2 separate regions of the Mus musculus genome follow, and region 1 is linked to region 2. A link is a contact called in public promoter capture Hi-C data. All regions are on one chromosome and are shown on one strand. The core of a region is the stretch at or near the end of the contact, and the rest is flanking DNA. Distances in the headings are between cores, read along the strand shown.

Region 1 (6,617 bases), core at 149-2,648, 93 kb after region 2:
CCAAGGAGTGAAGGTATCTAGGGAAAATAGACTCAGAAGCGTTGTTGAAGCCCAGGAGGTTCATGGGAACTGCAGTTCTGGGCCCAGAAATATTAGCGGGGGGCGGAGGAGGGGGGAACGACACTGCAGCATTTCATGGTAAATTCTTTGTAAACCGAGGGTATGTGCCAGGGAACTGCAGAGGGTGAGGGGAACAGAGTTCTAAATCTGAGTGTTGGCTAGGGAACTGCAAGTGTCTCATGGGATATGTAGTTTGGGGCCCAGAAGTTACGTTCAGATAGCTGCAGCACTTCTTGTTAAAAGATTATTAATGAGCCCGGTAACTGCAGAGGCTGGTGGGAAATGTAGTTCTGGACCCAGAATACTGACCAGGGACCCGCAGAGTCTTTGCTAGAGATCTGCAAGGCCTTCTGGGAAATGTAGTTTTGATTTCAGAATATTGGCAAGGGAGCCTCTTGGGAAAAGTAGTATGAGCTCAGAGAATTATTAGCAGGGGGACTGCAACAGCTTCTGAGAGATGTGGTTTGAGGCTTCCCACACTGGCCAGAGACTTGCAGAACCCCCAAGGGCAATGCAGTTCTGTACCCAGAGTATCAGCCAGAGAAAGGCAGGGGCTCCTGGGAAATGTAGTTCTAGGCTCGAGGACCAACAGTGTGGGAATGCCGGTTCGCCGGCCCCCAGACCTGCTCACCTGTCTCCCTGTGTGAGCCAGGGGCGCCCAGGTTGGGGGAGATTAAAGGCTCCACCTCTGGCTGCATCCTGGAGAAGCGGGTCTGGGGAAGTCCAGAAAGATGGGGCGAGATGCTCGCACTGGGCCACACAGCGCAGCTCTTTTCCTGGACTTCTGCTTCTTGCTCTTTGAAACCACGAGGGACAAACACGGAACTGGAAGGCTGAGACCACAAGGACACACGCTTTCCCCTAACCTCCGGGACTCGGTGTGCGCCCCACCTCCTGTTTCCCTGCAACTCTACTTCCGTCTCCATCTCTTCCTGTCTCATGGCTTCTCTTTCTTCAGCCCTCCTGAACCATCCCTGTCCCCGGTTTTCACAATTCTCTGTCTGCCTCCCTCTAAACCCCCTTTCCCAGTTGTCCTCCACATTTCTCCCAGAAGTCTCTGCCCTCTGTCCCACCTCCCTGGTCTTTTTCTCCATCAGCTTCCCCAGCACCTCCCCAGCCCCCTGGATTGCCCCCTCCTCATTGCAGTCCTTCACCAATCTTGTCACCCTCTCTGAGCCTCCCTATTTCCCGTTCCCCTTCTCCCAGGCCCATTCCTCAGTCTCTCTTCCATAGCTGCTTCAGCTTCCACTCCCACCACCTCGCCCTTCTCTCTTCCCCTCTCTGAGCCCACTTGCCCTCTGCTCAGCACCGGCTAGACTCCTGGAGACAAACAGAAACTGAGTTCTCTAGGGGGGAGGGGACGGTAGGCAGGGTCTGGTTACCATGGTGCCCAATGTGAGAGCAAGGCTGGGGCTCTTATTCCTGAACGTGAGAAAAGTGTCATTGGGTGCCAGGCTTGGGGGCTTTCTGCAGGCAGGTGCCGGGTAGACTATCCTTTGTGAGTTCGGACCTGTGAGGCGAGGAGGCTGTAAAACCCTTTAGCTGTCTCGTCTATGCATCCACAGGCTCACTTTTTGTAGCCTGTTTCTCCCTCTTAATAACTGCCTATGTATCCCGGTCTGGTCTTGAACTCAGTCCCTTATCCAGGCAGGCCCTTGCCTTCCAGAGTCAGAAATGTTAGGAATGTGTCACCACGCCCCTTCTGACAATAGAGTCCCCAAGCTCCCTTCCCAGGTGGTCTTTGTTGTCACTGTGGCTTTCTGAGCTAATTTACAAATCAGTCCCGATTCTGGAGCACAGCTAGGAGTCTCTTTCTCTTTCTTTAAGGGCAGGCGTCGCCACGGTGTTACCTTGTAGATTCGGAACTTGCCAGAAGGCAAAGATGAAGGAAAGACCGCCTGGCTGGATCCAGCTGTGCCTGAAGCTCTCAATTTTTTGTTAGAAATTGAGAAACCTAAACTTTGATCAATTTAGCTGGTTTTGATTGGTTGTTTTGCTTTGGGGAGGGGGATTGGTTTTTAGTGTTTTTTCAACACAGTGCTCACTATGTACCCGCACCCCCACCCCACCCCCCTTGAACTTACTATGCAGACCAGGCTGGCCTACATACAGTTGGCCCCCTCTGCTTCCTTAGTGCTGAAATTAAAGTTGTGCCCCGCTATGCCTGGCTGTTACTGGCCACTTAAAAAGCTCATACACTTCAATGGTCTCATTCAGTCTTCTGTAACCATGATTTCCAACATTTCTTCTGGGTATGTGTACATCCTCCAATGCACACAATCCTGGGTGGGCGCCAGCATACATGGGGTTCGGGGATTTGAACATGAGTCCTGTGTACACAATGCAACTACTCTGCTGTGTGTTAGGAAGACTCCCTGGAACCAGGCTGAGCCCAGGTGAAGCAGAGAGACTTAATGATGGGGAGGCAAGGTCCCTGTGGCAAACTCAACTGGGGACAAAGAAAGTAAGACAGGGACCCTGTCCCTGGACCTTCCCTTTCTCTCATTCAGCCATCTTTTCCAGTTCCATCTCTGTAGGACAAGGAGCATTTTTGACTGCCATGGTCACAGGAACACCTAAGCCCTCACTTTCACTGCCCAGAGACATATGCATTGAATGAGTGAATGAATGAATGAATGAATGAATGAGTGTATCTCTTGTGTCTAACAATGCAACCCCAGCCCAGTGGACCTTACCCCTCCTATTCCTTGTGAGACTATAGTATGTAGAAGAAGAGAATACAGGCTCAGACAAGACAGGGCAGCCTGCAAGACAGGGCAGCCTGGAAGGCTTTTTTTTTTCTTTTTTTTTTTTTTAAGATTTATTTATTTATTATATGTAAGTACATTGTAGCTGTCAACTAGACTCCAGAAGAGGGAGTCAGATCTCGTTACGGATGGTTGTGAGCCACCATGTGGTTGCTAGGATTTGAACTCTGGACCTTTGGAAGAGCAGTCAGGTGCTCTTACCCACTGAGCCATCTCACCAGCCCCGCAGTCTTAGTTTCTGTTGCTGTGATAAAACACTTTGACCGAGCTGGGGAGATGGCTCAGTGGTTAAGAGCGCTGACTACTCTTCCAGAGGTCATGAGTTCAATTTCCACCAACGACATGGTGACTCACAACCATCTGTAATCAGATCTGATACCCTCTTCTGGTGTGTCTGACATACCGGTGTACTCATATACATACAATTAAAAAAATTAAAATCTTTTTTAAGTGGCCATAGCAACTTAGAAAAGATTTACTTGGCCATATAATTCCAGATGGATAAGACTCAGTAGTGTCAGGGAATTGTGGCAGGAGGTAACGGAAGGCTGAAGGCTCACATTTTAACTGCTATCAGGAATGAGAGAGCAAACTGGGGATTGCTCAAGCCTATTAACTCTCAAAGCCTGACCCCAGAGACACACTTCCTGCACCTAAACTCCCCAAGCAGGGCCACAACTAGGCATCAAATAGTAAATGCCCAAACCACGGTGAACATCTCATTCAAACCACTACACTGATGACCTCTGAGATCAGTTTCTCATCTCTGACCAGTGAAAATGGCGCAGTGAAAGTTCTCTCTCCTGGTTAGCTTTACTGTCAACTCCACACAGCTTACTGCCATCTGAGAGAAGTCTTATTTGAGAAACTCATACTGTGAATTGTTAATGGCTGTTGCAAGACCTAGCCCGTGGTGGGTGGTACCATTCCCTAGGTAACTAAGCAGAAGCATGGGTCTGCTAGCAAGCTAGAAAGCAACTTTCATCCACGGTTCCTGCCTTCAGGTTCCCACCTTGGCTTCCCTCACTAAGGGACTGTGCCTTGGAAGTGTAATCCAAAGAAACTCTTTCCTTCCTTGCTTTTGGTAACAGCATTTTATCAACAGCAATAGAAAAGTAGCTGGAACAACTATCAGTTCTCCAAATTCAGTTCTCTTTTCTCTCTCTGGAACACAACCTAACTTCTTGAAAATAGATAGATAGATAGATAGATAGATAGATAGATAGATAGATAGACACAGATACATATGTTTCATTTATTATTTGGCAATTCACATATGTGTATATTGTATTCTGATTCTACTCATGCTCTCAGAACCTCCTCAACCCCTGCCTGCTGTCTCTTGCTTCCTCAGGGTGTCTCTCCATCACTGTTGTCCTCTCTGCCTCCCATTCACCTCTCTTATTTCCTTCCCAATCCTCTGGAACTCTTCTTCCCAACATCCTCCCCGCCCCACCCCCACCCCGCCCCTGCCCCCACACTTTTATTTTTTCATTTTTCATTTTTCGAGAGAGGATTTCTCTGTGTTGCCCTGGCTGTCTTGGAACTCTTTCTGTAGAGCAGACTGGCCCTGAACTCACAGATATCCACCTGCCTCTGCCCCTCAAGTGCTGGGATTAAAGGTGTGTGCCACCAATGTCCAGCTTTTTATTTTTAACCCACTGAGTTTAGTTAGAATTGCTTGTGTGCTTATGAGTGTAGTTTATTTACTATAGTGAAACAACAACTCCTCAGGGAGGGGAGGAGCCTCCTGGGCCTCTCCTACGTTCATCTCTGAGTTTGACTCACCAAACTTCACACCCAACTTTCTGCATCTTTACCATGCTGTGCAGCGCTGCCCCTTTCTGTGTGTCTTGTACAACTCTACCTGACACATCTCTCCCTGTATCTCCTCTCTCCTCCTCCCTCTCTTTGTCTCTATTGCTCTGTGTGTCTCTGTTCCCTGGCTGCCCCCTCTGTCCAGCTGCCAATTACTTCCCTCCGCCACTCCTGCCACCTCTGTCAGGCCATCAGCAACCCTTGGCCACAAGCCCAGGACCCACATTCCCGAGTCAGCACTTTCCTCCAGTTCCACAGATGATGTCAGACCTGCAGCAGTGCCGGCTGCAGCTCTGTTTGAGGGCTTTCTTCCCTCTGCACAAATCCTGGCTACTTGGCTGACCTCTATCTTGGGGTTATCTCTAGCTACTGAACACTGGGAGGGATGGGCAGAGCTGTGTATGAGTCTGTATAGCATCTCTTTAAACCCCAGAACCTATCCTGGCCCACCTCAAGCACAGGCTTCTCAGGTGGGGTTAGGTGGCACCATGTGGGATTCTCATTAGGCAACCAGGAATGGGTAGGTGGAGAGAACGCCTCAGGGGACTTTGAGAAGGAAAACAAAGAGTTTTGTCCAAACTGGTTCATTTGTTCACCCACTACTCTATCATTTCTTCTTCCAGTATTTATTCATAAACAGTATCATTTATCCATCAACCCTCAGCCCAACCTTTTCCTCATCCAACAATCCTCCCCTCTCCCCTTTATCCTTTTTTAGCCAGCCCTCCGAATATCATCCACCTCCCCGTCCCTCCATCGATACTAGCTACTTTTCTATTGCTGTGAAACACCACGACCAAAAGCAACTTGTAGAAGAATTTTTCTGGGCTTTCGGTTCTAGAGGAGACGTTCTGGACAGCTGAGGAAACATGGCAGAAGGCAGCCAGAGGGAGAAGCTCGGAGATCACATCTTCAACCACCAACAGGAAGCAGAAAGGAACCTGGAAGTGGGCTCAGACCATGAACACTCAAAGCTCACCACGTGGGTAACCCAGGTCCTATAGCACAGCTCTGCTTTCAAAAGATTCTGTAATCACCCAAGGACCAAGTGTTCAAACACATGACCCTCTAAGGGACAATTCTCATTCAAACCACCACACCATCCACCCACCCACCCATTTCTTCTTTATCTATCCCCTTGGCTATTCATTCATTTATTCATTCATTCATTGAGCTCTGTGAGTGTCGGTGATGGGTCAGGCACTGTCCAAGGTAGTGAAAACGTTAATGGATGAAAGAAAGCACCTTCTGGTGGCCATCCTCACTGGCTGAACCCAGCCTCCTCCACCCAGCCTTACTCAGACTCTCCCTTTCTCTACGTATCCCCTCTGTCTTAGTTACTACTCTGTTGCTATGGCGAAATGCTATGTCCAAGGCAACTTTTAAAGGAAACCATTTCATCCTGGCTTTGCGTATAGTTTCAGAAGGTTAATCTGTCTCCATCATGGTGGGGAACATGGCGGCAGTAAAGCATGAAGGTGCTGGACGAGTGACTAAGAGTGACATCTTACCTACACGTTGTAGGCAGAGAGAAATGGAGACTGAGCCTGAAGCGGACTTTTGAAAGCTCATCCAACAAGGCCACACCCATTCCACCAAGGCCACCTCCTACTTCTTAAACAGTTCCACTTAAACTTGTGATCCAATGGAAACCATTCTCAATCAAACCCACACACCTTCCTTCCCTCCATCTCTTTCTATGTTACAACCTGCCATGCCCCTGAAATAAGCTCACAAGTTCAGAAGCCTTCCTTGACATCTTTCCCAGTACTCTCAGCACCCAAGACTTATCCGCACAGTCCCAAGATGGTCCTCCTCTGTCTCCTTATCAGAGCTTTCAATTTAAACTTAAAAATTTTTTTACATATATATACACATATATTTGAGACAGGGTTTCTCTGTGTAGCCCTGGCTGTCCTGGAACTCACTTTGTAGACCAGGCTGGCCTCGAACTCAGAAATCCACCTGCCT
Region 2 (6,993 bases), core at 1,309-3,808:
GAACTTGCAACCCTCCCTACTCAGCCTCCCTGGTGCTGTGATTACAGAGTTGTACCACCACACTAAGGAGGGAAGGAGTACTTATGAGATGCACTAGTTAGGGGCTGCTTAGGGTTTCAGTTGGTGGACAACCTGATTCCAACTGGGTAGTAGAAACATCTACTATCTTGATTTACACATAGTCCTGGGCCAGTGTGATGGCTGTCCCCCCAAATGTGCTTGCTGCCTTGAGTTAGGTTTCCCAAGACCCACAAGGTAGAAGGAGAGAGTCAACCCCAGAAAGTTGTTCTCTGACTTCTACATGCATGCCATAGCATGTATACACACACACACACACACAGAGAGAGAGAGAGAGAGAGAGAGAGAGAGAGAGAGAGAGAGAATGAGAGAGAGAGAGAATGAGAGAGAGAGAGAATGAGAGAGAGAGATTTGCCATCCTTTCCTCAGAGCCCACATCCCAAGACCATCACCAGGATTCCATGACGCAGAACATCTTACACAGTGACTGTAGCAGGGTACAAAATGGCTGTTCTGCTTCTTCTGTGCAATGTCACTTTACAGGTCTTCCCTTGAAAAGGCAAGCCCTGTCCTTCAAGCCTGGATTCTGGACAGCCTTGAAACTTGCCATACCCAGTAGCATGAAGCAGAAGTCACCAATTCCCACTTGTCACCTTGCCTCTCACTTGTAAACCCCTCTCTAGTGGGCCTGGGAGAAGCTCAGTCACTACAGTACTGCCGTGTAAAACACAGCGACCTGAGTTCAATCCCTAGAACCCACATTAGAAAGCTCAGATGTGATTTTGCACATTTGTAATCTCAGTCTCAGGGAGGCAGAGACAGATAGATCCCACAGACTCTCTGGCCAGCAATCCTAGTCTATTTGGTGAGTTCCTGACCTGTGAGAGACACTGTCTAAAAAGTTAGGTTTATGGCACCTGAGGAGTAAGATCTAAGCTGTCCTTAGATCCACACTCACACAGTCACACTCACACACACACACACACACACACACACACACACGGAGAGAGAGAGAGAGAGAGAGAGAGAGAGAGAGAGAGAGAGAGAGAGAGGCATACACACAAAGCAAGTATGTGGGAGAATGGAAACTCTATGGCTTAGTCAGTGTGCTCATCCCAGACAATAGCCAACTGCTCCTCAGAACAGCATGAGAGAGTCTAACTGCGATGGGAAAAATGCTCAGCTGATCCCAACCCAAACTGCTGAGCTGCAGAAATCATAAGAGGTTTTTTTGGTCTTTGGATTTACTTAAATAACATGTGTGATGGTTTGTATATGCTTGGCCCAGGGAGTGGAACAATTAGGAGGTGTGGCCTTGTTGGAGGATATGTGTCACTGTGGGGATGGGCTTTGAGATCCTCATCCTAGATGCATGGAAGCCAATATTCTCCTGTTTGCCTTTGGACCAAGATGTAGAACTCTCAGCTCTTCCATGCCTGCCTGGATGCTGCCATGCTCCTGTCTTGATGATAATGGACTGAATATCTGAACCTGTAGGCCAGCCCCAATGAAATGTTGTCCTTAATAAGAGCTGTCTTGGTCATGGTGTCCGTTCACAGAAATAAAACCCTAAGACAATGTGCATGAGTGTTTTGTTTGCATGTATGACTAAGCTTGGTTCTAGCAGAGAAGAGGGTGCCGGATCCCCTGCAACTGTATGGACAGTTGTACATTAGCACATGGGTGCTGGGAATCAAAATCAGATCTACTGTAAGAGCTACCAGTGCTCTTAATCACTGAGCCAACTCTCCAGCCCCATGTGGGTTCTGTTTTTTAAATGCCTTTACACTTGAAAGGGGATGTTCATCAATTAGCAAAAACTGGCTAATACATTCCATTTCTAGTCAAACTAAAGAAGGGTGGACAGAGCTCTCGCATTTAGTCCCTTTGAGGAAGTTACATTGCATACTTAACAGACTATTGCCCAAATTTCAGTCACATGGCTATATATAGTTGCAAAGGATACTGGGAAATGTAGTTTTGTTTTCACTATTCACCATTTGGGAAATAGATGCTGTGCCAATACTAAGAAGGCTTCTGAGGGTGGATTGCTGGGAGGACTTAATAGTGGTAGAAGCTTGTCTCAGAAGTTAATGTATTTGTTTACAGACTATGAAGGTGGACTTCTAGTTTGAACTGTAAGGTTTCTACCCTCTGCTGGGGTATTGGCCTCAGGGACAGGATGACTGATAAAACCCTTTTCCCCAAACACTCTAGCCAGGGCAGAAGATAGAGACTGAAAATTTTACTGCTGGAAATCTCTGCCGATGAAGACATAGAGGAAGGGGTTGAGGCAGCCCAAGGCGAAGACAGCCATGAGATGAGCTCTGTCTTGGGATAGTGAGGCTGCTGTAAAGACATCAGAAGCACTGACTTCACCAAGAGCACCACCTTCAAAGGGAACCAGAAGATGAGGAAGGTGCTTACAACCACCAGCAGCAGCTTCTTGAACCGCCTTGCATGCACCCAGCCCTTCGTCCGAAGCCTGGACCGGATGCAATGGGCACAGACGCTGATGACAGTCAAGAGTACTAGGAAGCCAAGCAGCAAGTGGGTGATGGCTATTGCTGTCTGTTGCTTAGCAACCATTGCACTCCAATCCTGCCCTGTCTCTTTCTCTGAATTGAAGTGGAAGTAGCAACATTCACAGCCATATAATTTCCCAGTAGTTCAGAACTTCAAGTATAGAGAGCAGGCAGCAGCTTCCAGCAGCCACACCACCATGGACAGCCATGTGGCTCGCTGCACCGTTCTGTGGTTTCTGGCCCACACACGGTGCAGGACCAAGATGCAGGGATCCACAAAAATGATCCACAGCAAATAGATGCTGATGAAGAAAGTGGGAACCAGAAAGGCCATGCAGAGTTTACAGATCAAGTTAGCAGAAGGCCACCAGCCATGGACTATGATACACATGGAAATGGGCACAGACAAGAGGACAGTAAAGTCAGCCAGGGCCAGGCTGAAGAACCAGATCATAGGGACAGTGTGAGCCATGCAGAACACAGCATCACACAGCCATCCACAGCACCAGCTCGTTGCCCAGGACTCCAACAACACAGGACACAAACAGGACAGTGATGGTGAGCTAGCAGAGATACCACACCTCCACAGGCTGGCATTTCTTGCAGGAGAAGAAAAACCACATGTCAGAGCCACCAATGACATCTCACTAAAATTCATGCCCCCACTCCCCAAGACAAAGCCATTCATATCTTCACATTGTATGTGTGGGGGTGAGGGTTAGGGGTTCCTGCCTTGTAGGTAAGGTCTCTACCACATAGCCACACCCAAGCCCCTCACTGGAGGTTTCTAGGCAATAAGGCACAAGAAATGACTAGCCAGGGGATCATAGGATACTGAAACAGTGAAAGTAATTAAGTGGAAATTCAGAAAGCTCAAAAAGCAATTGGAATTGTTTACATTTTACAGACTGGGGATGAAATTAATGACTTTGAAGACAAGTCAATAGATATGATCCAACTGAAGGAAGAGAAACCATGAAAGAAAATCAAGTAGAGTCTCAGGACATACACATGTTATTCTAGCTGCTCAGGAGGCTGAGGCAGGAGAGTCACAGGTAAAGATCTGCTTGGCCTGCAGAATAAAGTTAAGGCTAGGCCAGCCCAGGGAGCTTAGTGAGACCTATATCAAGGTAGATGTGAGAACAAAGCAGGACATGTGGGTCAGGAGCTGCCCCTGCCTAGGATATCCCACTGAAGGGCAGGGGTGTGTTTTGGGGACACCCCTACCTAGAATTCCCCAGTAGGGACTGGGGTGTGACTCAACCATAGAAGGCTTGTGTGAGGCCCAGAGTTCAAGTCCCCAGAACAACAACAAAACAAAACAGATAAATACATAAATAAATAAACAAGCGGATCGGGAGAAACTCTGTGAGACTACTCTACTCTAAAAGCATATTCATCCAGATGTGGTATACATCTGTAATCCTGAATTACAGATTGGGGGGGTGGAGTATTACAAAAGCATAGTATTTTAAGGCTAACCTTCAGATGGGACACGCATTCCTAGAAATACTGACCTCAAATTTACTGAATGAAGTGGAAGTCATGAATTTACAGATACCCATATCGACTCCCAGTCTGGAGGCAGCTGTGGCACTGGGGCAGAACGAGTTTGTCACCACAGGTTACACCATGCCAGGTGGGGAGAGGGCTATAAGACAGAACAGGTCTGTAGACACAGCATGTTTGGTGAAATGTTTGCTGCCCAGTTATGGGGACCTGAGTTTACTCTCTGACACCCACACAAAAGCCTTGGCTGGGCAGTGCATCTTTCTAATCCCATTGTTGGGAGACAGAGACAGGAGGATCCCTGGGCCTCACAGGACAGACACTCTAGGCAACTCAATCCCGGGACAATGAGAAAGCCCTGTGAAAGTCAGACATCTGAGCAAGGACAGCCAGCCTCACCCTCTGACTCTGACCGTGCAGAGGAGTGGACCCTGCTCTCTGGATACAGTAGACAAACATTTTCTTACTAAGTCCCAGTACGTGGTTTTTGTTTTTTGTTTTGTTTTGTTTTGTTTTGTTTTTTAAGTCTATGTCTTCTATGCTCAAACTGGCAATCCTCCTGTCTCAGCTTCCTGAGTACTAGACTTATAAGCATATGCCATAACACCATACCTTGTGTGATTTCCTCGCTCACAGCTGTCTTCTCGTCCTCACTTCTCACCCCCCTGAACTCTCCAGCTCCACCCAGCACACACACATCCCAGCACACACACATCCCAGCACACACACACACATCCCAGCATACATCCTATGATGCTTGGGATGGAGGGCCAGTGTCAAACTGGGGGCTCTGTCTCTGATGTCTATCGGTCCCATCAGCTTAGGCTGAGGTTCAGGGAAAGGTGGTGTAGAGCAGGAAGTAGCTCACAAACTTGGGAGCAGATTATGTTCCAGGAAAAGATGTTGAGCAAGTATCATGATGACTCCAAAGATCAGTATCAAAACTGATCAGTGTGAGTGACACTCAATGTAGGGCCTGCTGGGCTCAGAAGCTTGGATCCTGGGGTCTTAAGAGCCACCTTCCAGGCACACTATTTGTGTCTTGGCTCTTCCCCTCTGCCATAAGATGTGCAAAGGGTAGATGAGTGTCTATCACAAAGTAGGTATGCAATTAAATACAATTGGCTCTCCTTATCAAAATAACTTCTGGGGGTAGGGCAGTCTGGAGAGATGGCTCAGTGGTTAGAAGTGCTTGCTGCTCTTACCAAGGAGCCTAGTTTAGTTCTTAGCTCACAACAACGTGTAACTCCAGCTCCATGGGCTCCAGTGCTCTCTTCTGGGCTCTGTGGACACTACACTCATGTGCACATACCCACAGCCAGATTTACACACACACACAATTAAAACTAAAGACCCACCGTAACTAGATGTGGTGGTGGCGCACACCTTTAATCCCAGCACTTTAGAGGCAGAGGCAGGGGGATCATTGAGTTTGAGACCAGCCTGGTCTACAGAGTGAGTTCCAGGGCAGCCAGGGATACATAGACGAACCCTGTCTCAAAAACAAACAAACAAACAACAAAACAAAAAATGTATATGGTCCATAAAGGCAAACAGAAGTCATTTATGTTTCATACACATTTTTTATACACAGCCTGGTGGTAACTTTGTAGTTTTCACAGGGATGCGGAGACTGTGACCCTCCCCTCAAGACAGGCCAGGAACTTTGCTCTGTGTCACACCAGTGCTCACAAAGCTCCAGGTTTTGAACAGTGTGGGTTCCAATTTGGGGATTGGGAATGCCCTATAACTAAAATGTCCTCCGAGTGCATGTGTGGCAGACAGAAGGCTGGTACACTCTAACTCGGAAGAACCACAGCGTTAAGGCCAGCATAGGCTATGTGGTGAGACCATGTATTAAAAAAATGTAAAAGAGGAAACTGGGGCGATGCCTCAGTGGATAAAGGGCTCAGTTAGCAATGAAGAGGACTGGAGTTCAAATCCACAGCTCCTGAGTGAAAAGTGGGCATATCCAAACATGCATGCAAGCGCTAGCACTGGACTAAGGAGAAGGGCAGAGCAACCAATGAGGGGTAGGGGGTGTGGCTCAGTGATAGAGCTCCCACCTAGACTGCTTCACTGGGAGTCAGGGGGCATGACTGGCATGCCCACCCTTCATCACTCAGGGAGGAGCAGCACGTGGCATGCTTACTCTCTCTCAGGCTTTTGAAGATTCATTATGATAGACGAAGTTCACTACACAGAATCTTGTGTTTTCTTCCTTTTTAAATCTTGCTTCTGTTGGGGTTGTGAATGCTATTTTTAACAAGTTATAATTGCTTATTGACAGTTAAAGAAGTGAAATTATTTTATTACCTTCTTAATGAGTGGTGTGTGTGTGTGTGTGTGTGTGTGTGTGTGTGTACACTTCTGAGCCTGCGTGCTAAAACCAGACGAAGATGTCAGGCCATGTTCTCCACCTGTATACCTTCAAGACAGGACTTCTTACAGTTACTGGAGATGGCTGGTTTGGACATGGCTAACTAGCCAGTGAATGCTGAGACACCTCATGTGTCCAGTTCCTTCAGTACTGGGGTGACAGGCGTACATAGACATGCTAGCTTTTCACGTGGGTTGGGTGCTGGGGATGTAAACAGACCTTCACACGTGTGCAGCAGGCGCTTTTCTCCACTCAGCTGTGTCCCCAGGCCCTCAGAGAGATTTCGTGTGCTACTCATGTAACTGGAGAACAGATCTCTGCGTATTTGTCCTAGTTTTTGTGCTTTTTGATTGACAGTGAGTACATACTTATATCATACTCAAATAATGACAGCTTGCTTGGTTCTCTTCTAGTCTTTGGTCCTAGGAGCCCAACCCAGAACTTGGCACATACTGGCATGTTCTCCATCACTGAGCTCCACCCTGGCCCCTTACTTTCTTTTTTTCTCTTTTAAGATTAATTCTGTTGGACTAGAGAGATGGTTCAGCGGTTAAAAGCATT

Evidence for each region. Promoter capture Hi-C pulls out the DNA fragments that hold promoters and counts their contacts.
Region 1: a contact with region 2 is called in a promoter capture Hi-C map of hippocampal neurons, with 1.9 times the contacts expected there. The contact joins the promoter of 1700008O03Rik here to the enhancer-like site in region 2. A contact is called at or near these places in 9 of 39 promoter capture datasets (the 3T3-L1 cell line, the HPC-7 cell line, cranial neural crest and 6 more), 4 of 115 datasets of contacts at active chromatin or transcription factors (embryonic stem cells and stem cell-derived neural progenitor cells) and 4 of 9 other capture datasets (adipose tissue, embryonic stem cells, liver and 1 more).

Annotation. Positions count from the first base shown.
Region 1 is chr7:44,373,632-44,380,248 of GRCm38.p6, forward strand. 1700008O03Rik (RIKEN cDNA 1700008O03 gene) reads right to left here and starts at 1,399. Exons shown (of 6, transcript NM_027049.1): 1 at 1,356-1,399; 2 at 692-893. The coding sequence starts at 758. It overlaps Gm39001 (a long non-coding RNA gene), which reads left to right and starts at 866. Exons shown (of 2, transcript XR_882056.2): 1 at 866-938; 2 at 1,893-2,272.
Region 2 is chr7:44,279,208-44,286,200 of GRCm38.p6, forward strand. It overlaps the pseudogene Gm18307. Among named protein-coding and RNA genes, the nearest start is that of Gm18905, 9.5 kb to the left of the region's middle. Within about 2 kb of position 2,559, at least 13 of the 459 cell types and tissues checked have an H3K27ac peak or open chromatin away from gene starts, as enhancers often do. A contact at or near this core is called in hippocampal neurons, where this site is marked.